Regions from separate parts of the Mus musculus genome. Here regions 2, 3 and 4 are each linked to region 1. The links are chromatin contacts, called in public promoter capture Hi-C maps. All regions are on one chromosome and are shown on one strand. The core of a region is the stretch at or near the end of the contact, and the rest is flanking DNA. Distances in the headings are between cores, read along the strand shown.

Region 1 (3,029 bases), core at 335-2,834:
GAGAGATGGCTCAGCAGTTAGGAGCATTGACTGCTCTTCCAGAGATCCTGAGTTCAATTTCCAGTAACCACATGGTGGCTCACAGCCATCTGATGGCTTCTGTTGTGTCTGAGACAGACAGTGTTCTCACATACATAGAAAAGGAAGGAAGGAAGGGAGGGAGGGAGGGAGGAAGGAAGGAAGGAAGGAAGGAAGGAAGGAAGGAAGGAAGGAAGGAAGGAAGGAAGGAAGCTAATCCTTTTAATGAACAGATCTACTCTCTAGAGTTTACTGATCCCAGGTAGGGAAGAACCTGTGTTCTCAGGGCACTTGGATAAATTTCATCAATAAAAACATTCCAGTTGTCCCAGAACTCTGCATGGTGCCATTAAATTAGTTGGGTTAAAATGTTGACAAAAGAAGTCAGGATTTTTTCCAAGTGTGGAACCTTCCCCCACTCAAATCTTCTGCTGGTGCTTATTAAACTCGAAGAATAAACTCTTTTGAATAAAAAAGACAAAACAAAAAAACCCATGGAATTGAGGTGGGTAGATTTCAGCTGATTCTGATAGTCACTGAGTTTTGAAAAGCACTGATGTCTATTTGCAACAAGATCTTTTAATATCTTAAATAATTTAGTGTGTTTTGTCAGAGTTCTCAGTTGTAAATTTTCTATCTTCTCTAAAGTGTCAGTAATTCTTTCAATTTATTAATAATCATTCAGTAATGAATATACAGAACACTGGCTTAGGCACTGGAAAAGTAGCAGAAAGAAGACAGAAAGAGGCCACTGTGCATTGGCAAAACTGGGTAAGAAAACAACTAACCAGGCAAGTTATATGGGGATTTCTGTGTGAAGAAAATAAACAGAAAACAGTTTGAACAGGGGATTACATGGAGTTGTCACTGAAAGCCTTTGCTGGAAGTGGCCTTAGAACTGAGTCCTGAATGCAAAGAAGCCATGCACAGACAGGCCAGGTCTTGGTGCGCTTGGACTGTGTGTGCTCCAGCTAACCCAGGAGCAGAGGACAGCAAGCCCACTGGCTGCAGCCTGGCAGACAACCATCAGGATGGTAGGGGGTGAGGGGTGGACAGGGCAGATGCAGCAGAGTCTGGGCCTCCTCTGCCACTAAGACTGTATGCTGAGGGCGGAGGATCCCAGCAAGGGGGGTGACATGACCTGTAGGGAATGGCTGGTCTGTGTGTAGAGAATGGACTGCAGAGGCAGGATTAGCCTAGTGTGGGGGAAAGGAAGTCCAGGCATCAGCAGCCTGTTGCAGAAGGCCAGGGGAGGGGCTAGGATGTATGGAAGCCATGATGCAGCAGTGTGCAGAGGGAGAGGGTTCCCTGGCCAGGGCTTTGTGTGCCGGGGCAGGGGCTGTGGTTGGTGCCAGGGACCTTCCGTGACTGTGTCTGGGTGTGAGGGTGAGACAGTTCAAGGCACCGCTGGGCTCATTCAGCCAGGCTGCGGCTTTCTATGAGATGCTCCAAGTGCCTTAGACTCTCAGCAGACAGTGGTTGTAGGGTTAACTAGTGGCTTGGGGCGGGGGAGGGGGCAGGCATCGTGGGCGGTGCGCGCTCCAGGGACGCGTGCGCGAGCCCGGCATTCCGCGCGAGCCAGAGGAAGGCAGAGGGACCGCGGAGCGAACTGCACGCCCCGTGCCGAGCCAGCCAGCCAGCCAGCCAGCCAGCGAGCGCCGGTGGAGCCCGCGTGGAGGGAGCCGCCGATTGAACACCCTGCAAGATGAACTCCCTGCTGTCCCGGGCCAACTCGCTGTTCGCCTTCACGCTGAGCGTCATGGCGGCGCTCACCTTGGGCTGCATCCTCACCACCGCCTTCAAAGACAGGAGCGCGCCCGTGCGCCTGCACGTCTCCAGGATCCTGCTCAAAAAAGTGGAAGACTTCACCGGACCCAGAAAGAAGAGCGACCTGGGCTTCATCACCTTCCACATCTCTGCGGATCTGGAGAAGACTTTCGACTGGAACGTCAAGCAGCTCTTCCTTTATCTGTCGGCAGAATATTCCACCAAAAGCAACGCTGTGAACCAGGTGGTCCTCTGGGACAAGATCCTTCTGCGAGGCGAGAACCCCAAGCTGAACCTGAAAGACGTCAAAAGCAAGTATTTTTTCTTTGACGATGGACACGGGCTCAAGGGAAACAGGAATGTCACTTTGACTCTCTCCTGGCAAGTGATACCGATTGCTGGGATCCTGCCTCTTGTGACTGGATCTGGACGCGTGTCTGTCCCGTTTCCAGATTCCTATGAAATAGCCACGACTTTTTGAAGAATTCTCTCTGCATCGGAAACGGGACATCTGTGGACCTAAGGAATCATAGTTTAAAACTGTCAAGAAACACGTGCTGTAACAATTTATGTGTCGCATTCCTGCATGCCTACACTGAATGTGATTTAGAAGCAGACGTTTGTTCACCTCGTGTAAAGCATGCTTGATTCCTTGGGGGGGGGGGGACAGTTAATATCGTTTGTTAGATACCATAAGTGGTGGAAATAAAGTGACTAAAGACCGAGTACATGATGATTCTGTAAATCACTGTAACACATTATTGATATGCCGACTGTCTGAGAAATATGGGTCTTTCCAGGTTTTTCCTCCAAAAGTTTTTCTGTTTTACATTTTTTTGAAAAAAATTAATGTTTTAACCATTGTTAGTGAAGGTTGAAAACGTTTGCATGACTTTCCCATTGAGTTTCAGTCTGTATGCTTACTACCACTAGGTGCTAATTATGTACAGTTCTCCACAAGTCTCCATTTTAATAAGTTTTGGAGTAATATTAACACTCATCGTTTAATTTTTTTCATTTACAAACTCTCTTATATGTTATTGTATCCTATTGCCAGCAGTCTCGGGATGTATATAATAGAAACATGGGCTGTTTGCAGATGAACACTGTGAACCCCTGAAGCTTGGGGAATCATTTCAAGCTTAAATAGCTAGCAAAAAAAGTGGAGTCTAACTTTGATCTTGGATATTCTCATTCCCTAAGTTTATTCCACCCCTGATACCTGAGATGACATCATAGGAATT
Region 2 (3,317 bases), core at 734-3,233, 210 kb after region 1:
AAATATGCAAGGCTGAATATTTTACCCCCCAAAAAAGCAGTTTATTTAGCATTTAGTTTCTGAGACTCAAGGGCTTTGACTTCTATGGTGAAGACTTACTATGTCTTAGCCTGATGGATGACAACATGACAGGTATGTTTTTGAGAAAGACAAGAAGCTGGAGAGCAATCAAAGCTGTGTGTTTGGGTGACTCATCCTTGGCCTTTCATAACAAGCCTTTTGTGAGAAATAACCAGAGTTCCTTGAGAATTGCTTCAGTTCCTGTCAAAGGCAATACCATTCAGTGACCTAATGGCTTCCTACTGGTCTGCACCTTTTAAAGGTTCCGTCACTTCCCATGTTACCACCCTGGGGACCAAGTTTCCAACATACAAATGTCGATGTGTTACAAGACCATTACTTGTGGCTTGCAAATGATTCAAATGTATGTTTTTGAAGCAAGGAAAAGATTGCACTTGGAATGCTAACAAAGCAAAGAAACTGAGAGGTTATTGCCAATAAAAGATCATCTTAGTGGATTCAGGGATGCAAAGCAGCTTTGTAGACAGGAAAAGGAACAGAGGTAACAGCAGCAGAGCACTGTTTACTGGAGACTTCTAGATTCCAATGGCCAAGAATGGAATATTGTCTTACTTCCTCTTATCTTGGTGTCTGTAGCCTTGGAGAGGGAACACAGTGTGCAAATTTAGGTCAAAACAACCTTGTATTATTGTTCTGAACAAGCCACATCTTAAATGACTGCTATGTCTACATGTAAAATTGAGCAGAAATCTGACTCAAAGGTTAAGATGACCAAACAGAAGATACAGTTTGAAAGCAGCAATGCCAAGTTTTAAAATATATTTTTTAGACATTTTAGACACTTACTAGGTATATGTAACCAAGTGAGCAGCCAATACTTTCACCTATAGAGGCTTTTAAGTCCTTAACCCAAGCAACCATCATCATCATAAAACTAGCAACTTGACTAGTCAAGTTTAAAGTTTAATTTAAAGTCAAGTACAAGATAAAGAAGCTAGAGTCCTCCTGTTAAAGGGGAACATAATTATACTATATCCAGTCTCACTCCAGCGTGAGTGAGATATGCATATATATGAAATAAAATGGGAATAAGTAAATGTTGAAAGTTTTCTATGAGCTAAGCGATTTAGAGCAGACACATATTGTTAAGACAGTCCAACAATTCGTGGTGTATATAAAGTGTTACTTTCTTTAAGATGAGGCGACTGTTTTCGAACAATCTATGCTGGCAAGTGTTGAAGCAGCGATTCTTCAGGCGACACCACTTCTTGGTAATAATACCACCAGCAGGCCTCTAGAGTTAAACATGATTTTTCTTCTTTTTAAATAATTCCCCCAAGTAACACCACAATATAATAAAAAATGTAAAGGCATATACTTTGAATGCATTTACTAAAAAACACTAGGCACTAGTATAAGAAATGAACATGTATGAATTCACAAATGTATCTAAAGTAATTTGGCTGTCACTTCTGACTGTAAAACAACATTACTTTCGAAAAGACTACAGACGTATTAAGAATAAAGTTTAAGTTGCCTTAAAGAAAAATCCCACTTCTATTTCAAGATTCCCCCTCTCCCACTGCTTTCTGACCTACCTACCTGGCTCCACAACAAAGGAGTGCGTTTCAGATGAAGGAGGAGGGGCTAAGGAAAGCTAGGTGGGGGGTGAGTGGTACTGGCAGTTAGGAGCGTGAGACAGGAAGAGCCTATTATTAAAAGAAGCCGAAAAGTTCCGTAGCTTCAAAAAATATGACGCTCCTCTTTAGTAATCAGAGAGCTGCAAAAAGAACAACAACAATAAAACCAATCCGCACATTCTTTTTTTTTCTTCCTCCAGAAAAGACTGACAAGGCCAAATGAATGTTTAGAGAGGGGGTGGTAGATGGGAGCGGAGGGCGGGGCCACATCTGCCGCGCTTTTTGTGGGAGTGGAGATCGGGGACCGGACCTCACTGGTGACGTAGATCTCATGTGACCAGGAGTCGACGTGTGCAGAAATCCTGCTAGTCTGGTCCTTGTTTCCATCTGGGTACCAGCTCCCTTTAGCCTTGCAGACGGTGGTGCGAGAGGCCAGCGGCCAGAAGAGACAGCTTGCTTCAATTCATCAGGTTAGTGTTTTAAGCCGTTACTGCCAAGGATTTTTGTAGTTTACAGTGGTCTAGGGTAGTGACTTGAGTCCTGGTTAAGTCTGTCCCTCCACCTCGTACCTTTAATTCTTCAGGAAAGGACACTTGTGAAACGACTAGGGGGTCCCAAGAGAAAACAAGGGGGGCTGTGACGATTCCAAAATAATCATACTCTGAGATTTTGGACCCCCACTTTGCTTCCCAAACCTCGTCTCGGATCTACAGATAGTTGGGGAAGAATAGCTCCTTTTTACCCTCTGTCTGGTGAGAAAGACAGGCTAACTTGCGGGGTGGGAAGGAGGAGTCCTTTGGGAAACAAAGGGTGGGAAACTTCCATAAGCAAGCCCTTAAATGCGGAGAGCTCGGCGAGCTGGGTCCGTGGTAGTGCTCTGCTGAGCACCGAGGGCTTGCTTGCCCCACCCCCAACATCCCCTCCCTTCTCCGTTTGCCTGCAGGTTTGTTCTTTGTACCGCACCAGGCTAAAATAAGTAGGAAAAAGAAATCGACCAGATCTGTACCTGGTAAGTGAGGGGGAACTTTATAAAAGACTCCCCCAGGATATGGGTCGGTGAAGGCCTGCAGAGGCTGAAGGCCCCAGTCCCCTCTCCCTTCCCCCCACCCCTTTCGGAGGGGCCTGTGTTAGGCCTGGGAGGGAGAAAGATTTGTGGAGGGCTGGGGCGGGAGGCGGGAAGGAAGGCCTTGGAAAATGCTGGAGGGAGGGACTAGAGAGGGGAGGGGGTGGAAAATGGAGGTAAGAGGGGCGGGGACAGGGAAACCTTGATTGCGGACTGGGTTTCTCAGGTGGAAGGTATCTGGTGAGGGCAGTTAGACCGAACGAGGGTGGGGGGAAGAGAGGAGGGGAAAGAGGGAAGTGGGGAGAGGGAGAGCGGGAGGGGGCAAGAGTGGACGGAGGGGGGGTGGGATGGGGAGGGCGTAAGCAAACGGTGAGGAGACCTTTGTGCACAGCACCTGCCCATCTACCAAGTCTTCCATCTACCACCACCTCCTCCTCCTCCTCCTCCTCCTCCTCCCCCTCCCCCTCCCCTCCCCCCTCGCTTCCTAGAAATCATTGCATTCCCGTATTCTGCAGGAAGCAGCAAAGAAGAGAAGCAGACACAAGATGAAACCCTGCCAAAAAATGGAAGGAAACCTAGAAAAGGAGGATGAG
Region 3 (3,108 bases), core at 259-2,758, 240 kb after region 1:
GAGGCCCAAACTAGAAGCAACTTTGTTCGCATAATGAAGTTATTAAGTTGTAAATATTGGCAACTATGTTTCCAAAAATCTACCTTCTACCTGTGACCTTTGTTTGTTTGTTTTATTTACTTTTAAAGAAACCGATTTCAACTCCAGGCTTGTCTGGGCCACAGAATGACACTTTGTACAGCGATTTCAGGGTGGAAGAAACAGTTGCCTTCAGTATGAGTTTTCACACCAAGTTCATCCATCCTTTGCTTAGTTCTAATATTTCTTGAGGCATTTATACCAGAGTAGAAGGTTTGGGGATAACTTCTAGATATGTTATATTTCTCAGCTTATTATTTATAGGGTGGGTTGAAAGGCTTGGAGAGGAAAGCCAAGAATTCAAATGGCTCTTTTTCCTGAGGACTGTGGAATCAGAGACATCTCAGATAACACCAGGCCTTGGGAGGCAGAAGGAGGAGGCAGAGGCAGGGAAGATCACCCCAAATTTGAGGGCATCCTGTTAAATAGAGTGAGCTCCATATAGTCAGGGATTACAACTGAGAACCTGCCACACCTCCAAAATCATAGAAAAGTATGACTTCTTTCTGTAGGAACGATTCCAGAATTGTTTTAAAGCATTAGTTGTATTCAGCAAGTGTCCTTTCTTTTTAAAGAAAAAATTGTAACAGACGAGTACAGGGTATTTCAAAACTGACACCCCAAACCTAGAGAAGATATTTTTCTGTGTGATAGTATAAATAGCACTTTTTTTTCTTTTCATTTTGCAGAATGAAGCATATTTTTTTTTTCAAAACTGAAAACTCACCAGCCTTGATAGTGCAAGCCTTTTAACCTTAGCTACAAGGGAGGCTGATGTAGAAGGAATGAAATTCAAGGGCAGCCCCAACAACATAGACAGGCACTGTACTCTTTTTTCTTTTTAGTTTAAAAAGTGTGTGTGTTGGGGGGCAGGGGCTGGAGCGGTCTGTAAATACACCTCGGTAGAAGACAGCTTGTCCAGCAATTATTAAGCTAGAGGATCAATCCCCAGCGTTCCAAAAAAGGAGTGGTCCTTATAATTTTGAATTTTCTAAATCATGCTGATCATGCCTATGTGTGTGTGTGTGTGTGTACCCGCGCGCTTGTGTGTGGGGTTGTGTATGTGTGTGTGTACCTGTGTGTGTATGTTTTAAGGAAATAAAGAGAAATATGTACAGTCTACCCCACTCTCTATCTCTTGGTGTGTTATGGGGAGAAGTTCTGGAGAAAACATTTGGATAAGGTGGAGAGGAATCTCAAAGAAGGCCAAAGCCAAGACCTGGCTATAGTGGGAGGGAGACATAGAGGATGGTGCAGACCCTCCCTGGTAACAGGGAAGGGAGATGTCCAACCTCCTGATGGTGATGCCACTTGTGGTTCCTCAGATTGGTGAGGATCCGGATGAGTGACGGGTGGGGCCCGAGGTGAGCACTGGCGGCGGGGAGGCGGGGGCGGGGCCTCCTGTCGCACTGGCCTCCCGAACAGGGGGAGCGGGCTTGGCAGTGACGCAGGGCCCTCACGTGACCCGGGGCTGCAGAGCGACGCAGCCTTGGGTGCAGTCGTCACGAGCGTCTGGCCAGCAGCTCGGAGCTCCTCTGCGCGCGGCGGGCTGGCAGCGGGCCCGAGGCGAGCGGGACAGGTAAGGGGCCTGCACGCCGCGGCCCTGCGGGCGACAGCCTCGCGACGGGCGGGCGCGCACCGCGGCTTTGTGCACCGCGCGGGGAACCCCGGCTGCGCCCGGGAAGGGACGCCCGGGCTCAGGGGCGGGGACGGCGCGGGGGTCCCGGGAGAGGGGCGGCTGGGCGGGCCCGCAGCGGAGAGCGCTAGAGCGAGCCCCGGAGAGCGGGGACGGGGACGGGGACGGGGACGGGGATGGGGATGGGGACGGGGATGGGGACGGGGATGGGGACGGGGATGGGGACGGGGATGGGGACGGGGCTGCTAGAGATCGTGGGCGGCCGTGTAGGGGGATGGGCGGTGGGTCCGAGGAAGGCGGGTGCGGTGCTGAGCTCGGCGCCCAGTCCTTCCCATCCCACCCTGTCTGCAGATTGACTGGAAGCCGAGAGTCCAGGCGGCAGCGGGAATTGACAGGAGGACTACGCCGCAAGGGATAGGCCCAGGTTGGTTCAGTGGCGGTGGGGGTGGGGTGGGTGGCTGGGGGAGGTTGGGGAAAGCCCTGTCTAGGACCCCTGTGAGAGCCCCCACTCCACACTACTCTTCTTCTCAGTCCTCCATTTTGGTGGCTGAAAGCTCAGGGAAAGGATCCTGGGAAATAAAAAATGGTGGGCTTTGGGGGAGGGAGGGGACAGAGAGCTGGGAGGGGGGAGGGGCTCGAAATGGAGGCTCCCTAGAGGTTGCCTGGAGACTCTAAGGTGGGAAAAAAATAATAATGAAAATCCTTGTTGTTAATCTCTGACTTTTGCTGGTCACTGCATCGAGCATTCAGTTTGGGTTTTTTTTTTTTTTTCCTCCCCTTGCCCTGTCTTGCTTGTGTTCAAAGAATAGCAACCAGGAAACAAAATCTCATCATGGCCAATGTCCACCAGGAAAACGAAGAGATGGAGCAGCCCCTGCAGAATGGACAGGAAGACCGCCCTGTGGGAGGAGGTGAGGGCCACCAGCCTGCTGCAAACAACAACAACAACAACCACAACCATAACCACAACCACCACCGAAGAGGCCAGGCTCGCCGACTTGCCCCTAACTTCCGATGGGCCATTCCCAACAGGCAGATGAATGACGGGTTGGGTGGAGATGGAGATGATATGGAAATGTTCATGGAGGAGATGAGAGAGATCCGGAGAAAGCTTAGGGAGCTACAGCTGAGAAATTGTCTACGCATCCTTATGGGGGAGCTGTCTAACCACCACGATCACCATGATGAATTCTGCCTTATGCCTTGACTTCGGTCATTCCCCCCTGAGATCCATACTGTGACTCCCGCTGTAGCCCTTTTCCTCGCATTTTCCTGACATGCCTTTAATGACCCGTTTGTGGTGAGCCTTGTGTTATTTCCATGCCATGTGCCAGGTGGGGCTTGTGTTGCCAGCTTCTAATTGGAGATTGCCTTCCCACTCAGTGTGAGTTTCT
Region 4 (3,408 bases), core at 281-2,780, 190 kb before region 1:
GTTAGAAATTATTTTAAAAACTGACACTAATGTAAAGGTCTTATGAGAGTTCCTTTCCTTCTAAGATTACAAGGGAGAATCTTCATTGGTTTTCTTCCTGTGTTCTGGAGACAGGTTACATTCTATGGCTACTGTAGTCCTTACATCTTCAAAGCTAATAAGGGACTTTTCAGCTGCCCCCTCCCCACATGCTGTTTCCTTCAAACACAGGATTTATGCCACACCTATAATCTTTACAGTTATATTGGGTAGACTCATCTAGCAGAATTGTGTGCTAGATCCCACTATTTGCAACTGGAGTTCCACCTGAAACCTCAGTTCTCCTTGGCCGAATAATGTATGTTCACATATCCTTGGGGTTGTTGTTTTGCTGCAAACTAACTAGGTGTTTAAAGGAATTTCTAGATGAGCAAGCCCGGCAGCTTTACTGTGTGCTTAAGGCCATTCCTGATTTTCTCACAAAACAAGCAAAGAGGATGGAGAGCAGAGGGAATTTTGTGGGTGGGGTAAAAGAAAAGACTCAAAGTCAGCCAGGGGTGGGTTGTGAGAGAAAAAATGCACAGAGGGTGGTTTCCCTGACAGTTACAGTGAATCGAGTTGTGGCTGAGATCCAAGCTAGTTGATCCTCCTGCATATGCATGCTGCCAAAAACAAGAGCTTGGACCTGACTGGGAAGAGATGAGTTCAGAGAACCATAGGCAAGGAAACTGAACAGGCCCAATATGGCTCCCAACACTAGGCTGTAGGTCTCTATGGCACCCTGTAAATACTGACAGGGAAAGGACAATTGTGGGGACAGACAATAAGTCAATAAGTAACCCAAGGGTATTGCTCCTTAGAATGAGAACATCTCTCTCTCTCTCTCTCTCTCTCTCTCTCTCTCCACCCCTCTCTTCTTTTCTCCCTCCCTCCATCCCTCTGTGCCTCTATCTCCCTTTTGAAAAGTGGACAGTGGTGGGGGTTGTAATGAAAGCCCCCATGTCCTATCCTTTAGATTCAAAAATGCTCTCCTCTTCATGGTTGCATGAGCCAGTAAGAGAAAACATGGGAGAATCAACAGGAACCTACTGGCTGGCTGGCTGTTGCTAGGTCACCTGTCCCCTCTCAGGCTGCATTACTAACAGCCCCCCTCCCCTTCCATTGGCGACAGAAAGGGGGGGGGAGGTTGGGAGGGAGTACAGAGTGGGTGCTGTGATGGGTAGGCACTGTCCAGCCTCGTTCTGAAGTGCAAATCTAGGGGCCACTCAGTATCCCTCCGCTGCTCCCCCCTGCTCCCTAACTGCAGACCTTCTCCTCCTTATAGTCCCCCCCTTCCCAAAACCCTCATAGACTCTAGGTCTTAGCCATCCCACACACTGTTGTGGCGCCAAAAAAAAAAAAGTGGTGGTGGTCTCTGGTTAGGGTGAACAGGGGTCTGCAGACGCCTAACCGGTGCAACCCACCCCTCCAAGAGGAGTGGGGCTGTCTGGCCCCGCCCACTCCGAGTCGGAACTACAGTGGGTCCGGGAGGGGGCGTAGAGCCCCGTGCGCAGTATCCCTCCGCCCCCTTCCCGACACCCTCGAGGAGAGCTGGCTTGTCGCATCCTGCGCAGCCCCTGCCTGTTTGGTGCAGAGGCGTGGGGACAGGACACATCTCTGCCATTCCACTCGCGCGCAAAGCGTTAAAGGCCAGTGAGAGGATCTGCAGAGGACAGAGAACACCCAGGAATAGGAGTCGGACGTGGGGGAGCCCAGGGACCTGGGCCGTGCGCCTGGCCAGGCAAGTGGGGGTGTGTCGAGGGCTCTGGGCGGTCGCGCACTGCAAACAACTGCCTGGCCCTGACAGTTCAGTGGAGGCAAAGGGGTCGCAGCTGCTCCCTGGAGTGTGCGCGGTGCCCGGAGACCCCAGACCGTGGTGGGGAGGAGGAAGCGGGGAACTAAGGCAGGGCCGCAGGAGCAGGGGGCGGCTGAGGAGGCAAAGTCTGCGGGTTTTGGAGGGTGGCAGAGCCTACAACCTGACAGCCTCCCTCCAGGTGTCAGTCCGGGACCAACACAGGTTATGAGGTAGGTGGCCACAGGAGAAATGGCGGTGGGGGGTTGCGGGGGAGGAGGACAGCAAGCCTGGAGCCCATGGATGTGGGTGCAGGTGCAGGGGGCCAACTCAGCTGGTGGGTGGTGAGTCGCCTCGGCTATTAGGGCTCCGAAATGGTTCCTGAGAGGGGCCCTGGTACCCTGCATCCTGGGTGCTGTCACTCCCCACAGGCTTCTGATTGATGGAAAGTGACCTGTCTGCATGGTAGGTCTGGCATATTCTGACAGGCCACGGTGAGCATCTATAGACCAGAAGCTTGAGAAAAGAAGAAGAGAAAAAACAGCGCGGATTTCTGGAGGTGTGTAGTAATGGGGATGGGCACCAGACAGTGAGTGGAGATGCAAAAAATGGTGGGGGTGACTGGCCAGAACAGGTGGGATATCCATTAGTGTCTCCTAATCTCATTTCTCACAACCTTGTAGGTACCTTCCACACTGCCTTTCCCCTCCCTCCCAAATCTGGGGTCTGAAAAGATGGTTTGGGGATGATGACGGAGTCATAAATCCAAGGACCACTTCAGAACCTGGTTTCTAGAATGTGCTGCGCCCTTCCCCCATTTTTTGCTGCGCAAGGAAAGGAAATATGGCCACCTAGTGGCGGATCTTCAACATTGCAGAAGGGACTAATAAGGATGACATCAAAGAAGGGGGTGTTACCTCAGGAGCCCTACAGCCAGGCTAAATAAATCTAGAATGTTCCAGCAGTAGGACCCTAAATGCTGAAAGACACATGATCTGGTTCATATCCTTGGTGACATTCATAACATGATCAGCTGCTACCATCATATAAGTGCCATACATTTTCATCTTTGTCCACAGCCCTGCTTTAAGGCTGGTCAGTTCTTCAAGCAAGGGAAGAAGGCTTCAAGGCGACTGTCTCAAATCTCTGGAGATTGGTGAGACTCAGGGCAGTGCAGGAGCCAGCCACTGAGGAGGCAAATTCAGATTGCTCTAACCCAAGAGGGTGTTTACTGTCCCCTTAATTTGCCCACACCTGCTGCCATCATTTCCTGATTGTCATACATTTTCATGTCTTTGTCCACAGCCCTGCTTTAAGGCTGGTCAGTTCTTCAAGCAAGGGAAGAAGGCTTCAAGGCGACTGTCTCAGATCTTGGAGGTTGGTGAGACTCAGGGCAGTGCAGGAGCCAGCCACTGAGGAGGCAAATTCAGATTGCTCTAACCCAAGAGGGTGCCCGATGCCTTTATTGTCCCCTTAATTTGCACAAAGCTGCTGCCATCATTTCCTGATTGTCAGACATTTTCATGTCTTTGTCCACAGCCCTGCTTTAAGGCTAGCCAGTTCTTCAAGCAAGGGAAGAAGGCTTCAAGGCGACTGTC

The links. Promoter capture Hi-C pulls out the DNA fragments that hold promoters and counts their contacts.
Region 2: a promoter capture Hi-C map of frontonasal cranial neural crest shows a contact between it and region 1. The contact joins the promoter of Tceal9 here to the promoter of Arxes1 in region 1. A contact is called at or near these places in 2 of 39 promoter capture datasets (cranial neural crest and frontonasal cranial neural crest), 1 of 115 datasets of contacts at active chromatin or transcription factors (embryonic midbrain) and 1 of 9 other capture datasets (adipose tissue).
Region 3: a contact with region 1 is called in a promoter capture Hi-C map of second pharyngeal arch cranial neural crest. The contact joins the promoter of Bex3 here to the promoter of Arxes1 in region 1. A contact is called at or near these places in 7 of 39 promoter capture datasets (the 3T3-L1 cell line, cranial neural crest, frontonasal cranial neural crest and 4 more) and 1 of 115 datasets of contacts at active chromatin or transcription factors (stem cell-derived neural progenitor cells).
Region 4: a promoter capture Hi-C map of cranial neural crest shows a contact between it and region 1. The contact joins the promoter of Gprasp2 here to the promoter of Arxes1 in region 1. A contact is called at or near these places in 4 of 39 promoter capture datasets (the 3T3-L1 cell line, cranial neural crest, embryonic stem cells and 1 more).

Annotation. Positions count from the first base shown.
Region 1 is chrX:136,031,783-136,034,811 of GRCm38.p6, forward strand. Arxes1 (adipocyte-related X-chromosome expressed sequence 1) reads left to right here and starts at 1,585. Exons shown (of 1, transcript NM_029541.3): 1 at 1,585-3,029. The coding sequence starts at 1,724. The coding sequence ends at 2,266.
Region 2 is chrX:136,243,097-136,246,413 of GRCm38.p6, forward strand. It overlaps Tceal9 (transcription elongation factor A like 9), which reads left to right and starts at 1,984. Exons shown (of 3, transcript NM_011712.2): 1 at 1,984-2,131; 2 at 2,605-2,670; 3 at 3,240-3,317. The coding sequence starts at 3,270. It overlaps Gm39535 (a long non-coding RNA gene), which reads right to left and starts at 1,941. Exons shown (of 2, transcript XR_878245.2): 1 at 1,624-1,941; 2 at 1-658.
Region 3 is chrX:136,268,745-136,271,852 of GRCm38.p6, forward strand. Bex3 (brain expressed X-linked 3) reads left to right here and starts at 1,509. Exons shown (of 3, transcript NM_009750.2): 1 at 1,509-1,657; 2 at 2,066-2,138; 3 at 2,519-3,108. The coding sequence starts at 2,547. The coding sequence ends at 2,921.
Region 4 is chrX:135,837,504-135,840,911 of GRCm38.p6, forward strand. It overlaps Gprasp2 (G protein-coupled receptor associated sorting protein 2), which reads left to right and starts at 1,531. Exons shown (of 6, transcript NM_001359371.1): 1 at 1,531-1,759; 2 at 2,890-2,966; 3 at 3,116-3,187; 4 at 3,350-3,408.